Linked DNA regions of Hordeum vulgare: region 1 is linked to region 2. A link is a contact called in public Hi-C data. All regions are on one chromosome and are shown on one strand. Each heading gives the region's core, a stretch centred on a gene start, on an enhancer-like site or on the middle of the called end of the contact. The rest is flanking DNA. Distances are from core to core; before and after follow the strand shown.

Region 1 (5,345 bases), core at 942-3,441, 370 kb after region 2:
TGGTTCATGTTGTCGGAAGGGATTCTGCTTCGTTTTCATATGATTTATAGTTTAGGTTTTGTGTCCTTCTCATGAAGACGGGACAACGATGACAACTCCTTGAGGATGGAACAAGTTTCTCTTTGTCTAACTGTTGTCCCAGCGGTGCATCCAACATCATCAGAGGGCATGTGAAGGTGCGTCTTCAACGGATCTCACTCGATATGATAGGTGTTTGTCTTTGATGGATTTACCTGGATGCGGTGTTCGTTTGTTTGCGTTTGTGTGTCTATTAATTGGATCCATTCATTCTACGTTTCTTTCATCGGCGAGGTGACCAACGACAACTGCTCTAATGCATCCGCCTTTTGGGACCTTTAGCATGGTGACTTCTTGTCTATTTATTATAAAAATGTTTTTTGGATTTGATGAGAGAGGAGCGATAACAACGATGCGTTTTCAGCTCGTTCTACCATTTTTGATGGTTTACGAACATGAATGTAATTTGTACCATTTCCGACGCTTAATAATGAATAATAGGTAGGAAGTTTCACGAGAAAAAACTTCTAAAAGATATTTTTCTAGTGAAGCATTAGGCCTGAGCCAATGCAGGTCTCTTAGTGCGGTTTCATATGCATTTTTCTTATGTGGCACTTTATTTAATGAAGAGAGATAGTGAGGTTGTATCTTAGCTAACATACAACCTTGACACGTGGTCATAGGCCCTGTTTGGATCCATGGGTTAGAGTTAGAGTTGATTAGATTGGTCCAAACTAACCCTAAAACATCCAAACAGGAGGGTTAGAGTTGGTTAGATGCATCTTCATCTAGCCCATCCACAAAAACTAACCCATCCAAGAGATGCTTGTTTGGGTTAGAGTTAGGTGGGGCCGAGAAAAAGTTACTTTTCCCTCTACCTCCACCACACCAAATTCTTGTTAAAGGAGCCAAATGATTGAAAAAGTGCTTTTATTGGCAATCTAACTGTGTCACCCAAACACCTCTTTGGTTAGAGTTAGTTTAAAATTAGTCTAGGGTTAGAATCTTACCCTAACCTCTAACCGAGTTAGAGTATCCAAACATGACCATAGGTAAAAAAGAGGTGCTAACCCAATCACATGCATGCATGAGCCACAAATCATTAAATTACATACAATACATAAGATACATTGCATTGTACTAGTTGTTTCTTAGGCCACTTCCAATGCATTGGTGCTAAGATAAGGTGGTAAGCATATTAAATAATTTAGCAACTAAAGCCCCCAATGCATAGTTGCTTAGCTTATCGTAGCTAAGCCTCCTTATTTAATGCTTTTGCAACTAAAGTTGTGCATGCATTGGTGCATTTCTTTCATTTAATTGTTTTACCTAGGTTCACGCGCTTAACATTGTTTCTTTGTGGATCACTACACTCATCTCTCTCCTATTAATTAGCTTGCCACATCAGTGTTTTTGCCTATGTAGCAGCCTTAGCACCTGTATAAGGTGAAGCATTGGAAGTAACCTTATGTTTTTATTACGTATATAATTACTCCGTCTGTTTCTAAATATAAGTCTTTCTAGAGATTCTACTAGGGGTCTACATACAGATGTATATAGACATACTTTAGAGTGTAGATTCATTCATTTTATTTCGTATGTGATCTCCTAGTGAAATCTTTTAAAAGAATTATATTTAGGAACGAAGGGAGTACTCCCTCTGTTTCTGTTTACTCCGCGTATAAGGTTTACTTAAAGTCAAACAACATAAAGTTTGACCAAATTTATATCAAAAAATATGAATATCTAGTATACTAAAATTACATAGTATGAAAATACATCTCGTGGTGCATCCGATAATATTGATTTCATGTTGTGAATGTTGATATTTTTTAATATAAAATTAGTTAAATTTTACAAAGCTTGACTTTGACCAAAGCTTATATACAGACTAAAAAATTGGAGAAGTACATGCTAAGAGATGATGCGATGATGCATTGGCAGAGTCACATACAGGTTTGATCTCGATAAGAAGTAGTGGCAGTACAGACAAGAAAAAATCTAAGACAGCAGGGAAAGGGGGCGAAAAGGTCCAAGCACTAGACGGGCATTATTTTATGCACGCAAAAAGCGAGGGAAGGAAGGGACGGACGGGCGGACCCGACAGAGACACGGAATGCACACCGGAGCCGCACCCCACCCACATCCAGCCGTGCACAGCTGCGCCGCAGATGGGATCACACGAACCATCTCGCCCGCCCGCCCGCCCCCAAAGACCAGCCCCCTCTCCCTCCTCGCCCCGCCCCCGTCCCATCCCCAAATCCGCCACGAGCTCCTCCTCCCCCCTCCACCACCTCCTGCACGCTCCTCCCCCATCCTCGCCACCAGCTCCCCCCTCCTCCTCCTCCACCTACCCAACGCATCGCGCGGCGCGGCTGCGGCGACGGCCCTTCTCCGGTGGTGAGCGCTACCCCCCTGATCTGATATGTATTGTCTGCAACTCTGCATCTCCGGTTCATTCGTTCGTCCTGATGGATGGATGGGCGGGTGGGCGGATTCGTCGTGGTCGCTAGGGGGGAAATCGGATCGTTCTTGGTCGGCTGCTGGGGCAGTGCTGGAAGAGGGATTTGTCTTGCTGCTCTGCGCCGGCGGAGGTCCCGGGGCGGCGGAAATGGCGCCGTTCCGGTTCCCGGCGCGGATATTGGTTCCAATCATTGCACGGGCGGGAGGGGAGCAGATTTCAATTCTTTCCTGTTATTGACGCTGTGGATGTTCCTTTTTCCGCTCGATTTGGATATTAATATTATTATGGCGGCGTAATTGGTACGGCTCCAATCATGGCCGATTGGAAGGACTGTTTTTAATCTCTCAGCAATCTGAAAATGTTCCTATTCTCAAATCGTTCCTAGCTTTCAGGAGCGGAAAGTTGCATCTTTTTTAACTCAAAAAATGTTCTTCGTTTCCTGTACTGTCTCTGATCACCAACAGAACAGAGTAGCCAAGAGCACCAGACATCATGAGCGGAGGCGTCGAGCCGGAGACCCCACCCAGTAGCGGCGGCGGCGGCGCCACCGGTAGCCCCATGGCCCGCAAGCCGCCGCGTCACCAGCTCACGGCCATACGCCACTGCGCCAGCAGTGCGCGCATAGCCGCGGCCTCCACAGACCTGGTAACCACACTGACTATCCCCTCCGGCTCATTGCCCGGCCATTTCCTCAAACTACTACGGTGCTTCTCTTTTGTTTTCTTGCAGGGCTTGGATTCGGGGACGCTGAGCTTGATCTCACCCACAGAGATCCGTCCCAGCTTCCTGCCGGTCTACCGGTCTGGGAGCTATGCCAATATCGGGCCGAAGACGTACATGGAGGACGAGCATGTTTGCATCGACAGCCTCATTGAGCACCTCGGAATGCGTACCCCTGCTATCCCTGCACCAGGCGCCTTCTATGGGGTGAGTTGGATTACAGTTACCATAAATTGCGATCCGGCGGTTCCTTGCTGTTCTTGTCTCATTAACTGTTTAACAATGCATGTGCTCATTATGAATCAATGATTTAGTCTGCTGCGACTTCTCTGTGATAATAATACCACCCATTGTGACTTATGTCCACCACTAATGTTGTGATAATAGCTTCTAGGTGTGTTCATTTGCTCAACTTGGAAATCCATGATTACATCGGTTGTGGACGCATGATAGTGGAAATGATTGTACTAGTGTGGTTCAATGATTGCGTTGAGGTGAATCAGTTCAGTATGAGCATTGATAGATGCTTTTAGTTTCATTTCTTATATTTTAGTACAATGAAAACCCCTGCAAACAAAAAGTGTGTTTCTTCAATCATGCTGTTAAGAGAAGGACAAGTAATTCTTTTAAACAGTAAACTGTGGTTTGAAATTTTATATTAGTTTTTTATGCTAAGCTGTGCCCTGTATTCAACTAAAGAATACAGGGCACAGCTTAGCAAAGAAAAAAAAAACTAAAGAAAAACCATGCATTGTATAGAAAGCATGTTTGCTGGTTCTTGAGTGCAGGAATTGTTCATTTTATGGGGGTAATTTTGGTGGCATGTCACTTTACCTAGCACAACAGATGTATAATAATACATTTTCTTGACATAATTTGCAGGTGTTTGATGGTCATGGTGGTACAGATGCAGTCTGTTTCGTTCGGAAGAACTTGCTGAAGTTCATAATCGAAGATGGTCACTTCCCCAACAGCATGGAGAAAGCAATCAGAAGTGCATTTCTAAAGGCTGATCACGCGATTGCGGATTCCCATTCTCTTGACCGCAGTTCGGGGACCACAGCATTGACGGCCCTTATTTTTGGCAGGTAAGTTACTAAGTTTTGGTGCTAGTACCAAACCTTTTAATTTTACTGACACATGGCATCCCAAGAAGACACCTGTCAATGTTATTGTACTCCCTCCGGTTGGGTTTATAAGTCGGGTACGGGTATGGGCCTTAATTTAAAGAAACATGTGTTAAATGCCACAAAAAATACATTGTTAGATTTGATGTCGAATGAAGTTTCTAAATATATATTTTTTGTGACATATGACACATATTTTATTAGTAAAATTGAAGACCTAAAGATCCATGCCTGACTTATAAAATCAACTGGAGGGAGTATATCAAATGTTTCTCCAGTTTGTAATAATGTTTTTCATTCACTATACAATATTGCAAGGAGTTAAATTAATCCCAACAATGCCATATCAAAGACTGGATTTAATGGAAGAGTATTCTGAGGGAAGCCTTCAGAATAGACTCTAAATGAGTCCTTCCTATAATCATGTTGACATAGAAAAGAAACTTATTTGAAGGTGGTCGTTGAGTTATTCTTGGTTAGAAGAACTCAATGGGTTGTTGGTTTGGCATTTTTGCGACTTAGTGGTAAATAATTAGACACTGTTCCTTCCCGTTTTTGAAATTATAGAGGCTACTTCATATCCTTTATATCTGTCAGCTACTTCACATTTATTGCTTCAACCCACAATGTCTCAACCGAAACAAGGTTCTTTGCTGTACCTAGCTGTCCTCTGGGCCTCCTTGCCTTTATTAGTTGACGCATTACCAGAGTAGAGCCTGTGTTTGCTATCTTTAGATTGGTTATTTGCATCGAATGATATACTCTCATCCATGTCATTCAATGGTACAGGACATTGCTTGTTGCAAATGCTGGAGATTGTCGAGCAGTATTAGGAAAGCGAGGACGGGCCGTTGAGCTGTCAAAAGATCACAAACCCAGCTGCAAGAGTGAAAAGCTCAGGATTGAGAACCTTGGTGGCATAGTCTTTGATGGCTATCTCAATGGTCAGCTGTCTGTAGCAAGGGCAATCGGTGACTGGCACGTCAAAGGTTCCAAAGGGTCTATAAGCCCTCTCA
Region 2 (5,658 bases), core at 924-3,423:
GCTAACTCAACGGACACCTCAGGAGATACCTGTAGAGCACCTTTATAGTCACCCAGTAATGTTGCGATGTTTGATACACACAAGGTATTCCTCCGGTTTCAGTGAGTTACATGATCTCATAGTCATAGGAATGAATACTTGACACGCAGAAAACAATAGCAACAAAATGACACGATCACATGCTACGCTCATAATTTGGGTCTTGTACATCACATCATTCTCCTAATGATGTGATCCAGTCATCAAGTGACAACACTTGCATATGGTCAGAAAACCTTAACCATCCTTGATCAACTGGCTAGTCAACTAGAGGCTTACTAGGGACATTGTTTTCTCTATACATCCACACATGTATCTATGCTTTCATTCAATACAATTATAGCATGGATAATAAACGATTATCTTGAAACATGAAATATAATAATAACTATTTTATCATTGCCTCTAGGGCATATTCCGAACACTATCATTGTCCAAACAATGGCAACCGCTGTCACGACCGTCAGATCCGCGCACTGGGTTCCAAATCCCTTGCGTCTCGCCCCATGGTCAGATGCGCTCGACTTGCCGTTACGCTGCCGAGCATGCCAGCACCAGATCCTCCACTCGGGGCCGCCGCCATGCCGCGAGCATGGACACATCGTCCACGCCACATCTGATCACGAACTTTGAAGCCCCCCGTTTCGCCACCACAGCCGCGTGCATGTCGCGCTGCCACACCCACAGTTTGCCTATGTGCAGTCCTGCAAGGTGTAGAACGGCGCCTGAGGCCACCATGAACGACAGATCGAGCGCCACCCCAATCTGTACCCCTAAGCAAGCGCACTAGGAGGCACCTTGACGCGAAGCACCAATGCCTCCTCGACGGCCTACCACTCCACTAGCAAGAGGCCACGAGCGGCGCCCCGTGGACCACCATCAGTCGCCGTGAGATCCCCAAATCACGGGCGAGGCGCACCCGGGGCGAAAGAAACATGCCCGCCGCTGCCAGTTCCCCCTAGGCTTCGCCCTCGAGGGGCTGTCCTCTAAAATTGCAAGAGAATTTTTACTTTCCGGCCTCTCCAACAATTAGGAATACACATAACCATTTTAACACGAGTATCAAAATAAGCATGGCCCTCAAAGATTTTTTTAAATGAGTATCAAGATTTTGCTAAGGCTCTCTTTGGTGCCACCGAATTTTCTACTGTTTGTCAGTACGCGCATCTTCATTTAGAAAAAAGAGGTACGTGTGTCCATCATTTCAGAAAAAAGAGGTACGTGCATCTACTCTAGTGTAGTATACTTTCACTCTTACGTGAACTCTTTGGTCCCCTTATGAAAGAGGATATATTTTTTGTTTTGACCTTTTGGCGTAACAAATTCCGAAATTGACCTTACTTTTAAAAAATGTGAATCTAATACCTTTTGGAGACGCCAACATCCTTAGCGTCAGGTTTGCATGGAAGATGTCAAGGTCCCTGACGTCTGGTACGAGATTGCATGACCGATTGACCTGTTGACTCTTTGATGTGGGAAAGGGCCAGACGACAAGGACCCTGACGTGTGGTACCAAACGCCAAAGACATTTACGCCTCGATGATATAGGACATATTATAAAAAAATTATTTGTGTGATCTGTTGGGACCAGACGTCAAGGTCCCTGATGTTTGGTAACACACGTCAGGGTCCTTGACGTCTGGTCCAAGACAAGACGGACGCAGGATCCCCGGCGTCTGACCCTTTGCCACGTCAGAGAATCAATGGGTCAGCCGATCATGCAGGCTCGTACCAAACGTCAGGGACTTGGCATCTCTCATGCAAATGAGATGTCAGAAATATTGACGTCGTAAAAAAGGGTCAGGTTAAATTTTTTTTAAATGAGTTCGATTTCAGAATTCACAAAGGTAAAAACAAAGAAATTGTTATGCAAAAGAGGAGCCGACCACTGTTTCCCCCAAGAAGCAATTTCTTCATGTTCCAAGCGGAGATACGTATCAATGTTGGTCTTTGATGCGATGCGAACATTGATGTCACACGGGCCACGGCGCTCCATCCATTCACCCAAAGATATCGTGGTATCCTGCATGTGATCGATCAATGGATGGCATGCGGGTCCCAGCTGGATGCATGTGTACGTGGACTACAGCGTAGACGTAGCACATCACATGGCGTACACACGACGTGTCGACGTCGACACCGTGCCCATCACTGTCAGATTTAAGTGGAACGATCTCGCCTACAACTGTATGCTCATGCTCATGCGTGTGCCGCGGTTGAGTGTTAGTAAGAATTTCTCTTGTCCCGGGGCAAAGGAGGACGGGTCAGCTCACCTGCATTGCAAGTTTAATTTATGTTGATTGAGAAGAGACAAACAGCTCCTGGGGATTAGGGTCACGTCGCCCCACCGCCAAGTTTGTCGGCATTATTATCCGATGATGACAATCAGCCGTGGAACATGGGCATGAATCATGGGTTCATGATGATGATGACAATAGACGGCGACAGACGACAGTGGATGGATAGTTTGAAGCGGGAGCGAGTGGACCAGCCTAAAACAGTGCCCTAGGTCTAGGAGTACCATGCTTTTGTTTTAATCCCAAGTTAGAACACGTCTAATTAGTCAATAATTATCTGCCAAAGCATGACCTTGAAACATGGCTGCTACTAGCACGCACCGGCCGGGGCACTGATTAACTCCAAAGCAAACGGAGTGGGAGCGTAGTGCCTCTTAATCAATGGGATTTTCTTATTGATTAAGTGATACTAGCTGCTTTCCACCGATCTTGAGTGGTGAGAACTGAGGAGAAGTGAAGGGCGACGATGGAAGCAGAAGGTGGAAACGCGGCGGCCGTACCCAGAAAAGGCCAAGGCCGGCGACGCGGCGCGGAAACCTTGACTCGATCGGAGTCAGATGGGCCGTCAGTCGTCAGGCATCCACCGGCCGTGGGCACTGGCACTGCATGCTACAGCGTCCAAATTAATCGTTGGGTCGGGTGCAACGGGACGCACGTACCCCGCTCCACTGACAACGCACGCTGCATCTTTGACACGTCCGGCAAGTCGGCAGCCGCGGGTGTTGCCTCGGCATGCCAGCGCTTGATTTGATTTCTCGGGGTCTTGGATATACTGTAGATTGCACGAATGGTCCGTCTCGTGCTCTCTCGTCTTGGATCCTCGTGTCCTGACGGAGCAGGTAACGCATGCAGAGGTAGTCGTCGACGCGATCGGCGGATTGCACGCCGCGAGGCAGCTGCGTGGGGAGCTCCTCCGTTGTGCTTTTTTAATATATTTTTTTAACATAAAGATATTATTAACTTATAAACATTTTACACAGATAAGCGGGAAAGGAAGCACGCTGGATACGGAGAGAGTTTCCCTGATTGAACAAAGCACTGAATCCATAATAAGCAACTAAACAGTACATATATCTTCTGTACTTTCAAAGCTAGGCGTGCAGGGTGATGAGCCTTGATGTTTTTTCCCTTGCTAACGTGAGCAACTTCTCGATGCTGATTTCTGAAGAAAAACACGTTTCGATGCTGAAAAGGACTATTTCGTGTCTGAGCGAGAAGAGAATGTCCGTTGTTTTTGCTGTCAAAGTTAGTACTGAGTAACCAGTTTAGAAGTGTGGATCTTGAATATTTAGTATGCTTGCTAGCCTGGTTGCAAGCATGAGGTCATAACACTCAGCTCGAAGAGGAGAGGAAGCCGTCTGGTACATTGCCGCAATGTAAAGTTGCTGGATGCGATCATTATTTTCAATCTGGATGAAGACTCCAATTAATGCCTGCGTAGAAGTGTGGGCTGCTTGTAATTCCCATGCAGCGTCACAAAAAAAAAGTGTTACTAGAAGAATCCAAATTTTATATCTCCGACCGCACCAGTTGGTACTGCACCAATGCTCACCATGATCTTCAGCAAAGATCTCTACAATTTGAATTTTTTTTAGCAATGGGTCTCTACAATTTAATTGTTTGTATGATTGAGTTCGCCGCCAAGGGCGGATCCAGGCCCAAGGCCTCTAGGACCCAGGCCTGGGATGTGAGAACTAAACAAAGTGCATAATCAAGCAGTTTACTCGGAATATCCTATTTGTGGTTCTGTGCGAAGTGATGAGTGATTTTAAATGGGCTGGCTCATTCAGTGGGTTGCAGCGCCCCGATTTTAGGAACCTTTCATAGTTTTTCAGACGGTTTTCTCGGTTTTGAGAAACTTCTAGAAGCTTCCTTGAATAGGTTTTTGTTTCCTTTTTCTTTTTGTTTCTTTTTCACTTTTCTGTTTCTGTTTCAAAAAATGTTATGGATTTTCAAAAAATATTCTGCGTTTTCAAAAAACGTTTTCAATTTTAAAAAAATGTTCCATATTTTCAAACAAATGTTCTTGGTTTCAAAATTTGTATTGAAGATTCAAATTTGTTCTTGGTTTCAAAATTTGTTCATAAGATTCAAAAATGTTCGCGGTTTCAAATTTGTTCAAGATTTTTTAAAATTGTTCTTGGTTTCAAAATTTATTCTCAAGATTCAAAATATGTTGGTGCTTTAAAAATTTGTTCACTCTTTCAAATTTGTTTGGGGTTTTCAAAATTATTCTCCATTTTCAAATTTAGTTCTCAAGACTCAAAAAGTGTTTGTGCTTTAAAAATTGTCCGCGCTTCCAAATTTGTTCAATATTTTGCAAAAATCGTTTTCGCTTTCAAAATTTGTCCTCAAGATTGAAAAAAATATTGCTTTAAAAATTCAAGGTTACTTTCATCTTTTTTAAATGTAAGTTCATGTTTGACAATTGTTCTTAACTATCAAAAAATGTTCTTGATTTCAGAAATGTTCCAAAATTCAAAAACAATGTCGTTCTTCATAAATTGCTCAGAATTCAAAAAATGTTGCGAATTCTTTTGGTCAAAATTTTGATAAATTTTCAAAAACTGTTCTGGCGTTAAAACAAGTTCCCTTTTTGAAAATTGTCCGCAAATTGCAAAAATTGTTCATGTTTTCATTTCTTTGTAGTTTCATAATTTTTTAAAAAGTTTCAAAAAATGTTTTGTTTAAATTTTATTCAGGAGTTTCAAAATATGTTTGCAGCTCCAAATTTTGTTTTGAAATTTGGAAAAATGTTCCCATTTGAAGAAATCTTCATGATTTTCAAAAAGAAGTTCCTGTTTTTTGAAAATGTATAGTTTGTAGAAACATTTTTCGGAAATTGGAATGTGTTTGCGTTCTGTCAAACATTCCGTATATTAAGAAAAAAATGTTTCTAAATTCCTAAAATGATTTGGATTTGCGCAGCGTGTCGGTTCTTTACTAGTTGACGCTATTGTATTATCACGTGTGGTTGCTAGCTCAACTGGTAGTAGCACTTCGCAATTAGCAGAGGATCTGGTGTTCTAATCCCCGCGACATTAATTTTTTCTGCACCGCAGTGCCCGTTGGTTGTCAGTCTTGATATTCATGGGTCGGCCCATTCGCTGAGTCGACTGTGCCAAACGACAACTGTTTGCCACAAAGAGCGGTGCATAAGAGCTCCCAATTTACTGTACTCAGATGCTACAACGTACAATGACTAACCAAGTGTTGGAAATATGTCCTAGAGACAATGACAAAATAATAATTATTATATTTTCTGTTTCAAGATAATCGTTTATTGTCCATGCTATAATTGTATTGAATGAAATCATAGATA

Evidence for each region. A called contact is a pair of places that touch in the nucleus more often than the background predicts.
Region 1: a contact with region 2 is called in a Hi-C map of seedling, with 2.8 times the contacts expected there. The contact joins the promoter of LOC123437459 here to the enhancer-like site in region 2. A contact is called at or near these places in 2 of 6 Hi-C or Micro-C datasets (leaf and seedling).

What each region holds. Positions count from the first base shown.
Region 1 is chr1H:365,551,071-365,556,415 of MorexV3_pseudomolecules_assembly, forward strand. It overlaps LOC123437459 (probable protein phosphatase 2C 47), which reads left to right and starts at 2,192. Exons shown (of 5, transcript XM_045115711.1): 1 at 2,192-2,418; 2 at 2,947-3,127; 3 at 3,212-3,409; 4 at 4,085-4,290; 5 at 5,119-5,345. The coding sequence starts at 2,975.
Region 2 is chr1H:365,183,813-365,189,470 of MorexV3_pseudomolecules_assembly, forward strand. No RefSeq gene overlaps it. Among protein-coding and RNA genes, the nearest start is that of LOC123411171, 72 kb to the right of the region's middle. Within about 2 kb of position 2,174, at least 3 of the 3 cell types and tissues checked have open chromatin away from gene starts, as enhancers often do. A contact at or near this core is called in leaf and seedling, where this site is marked.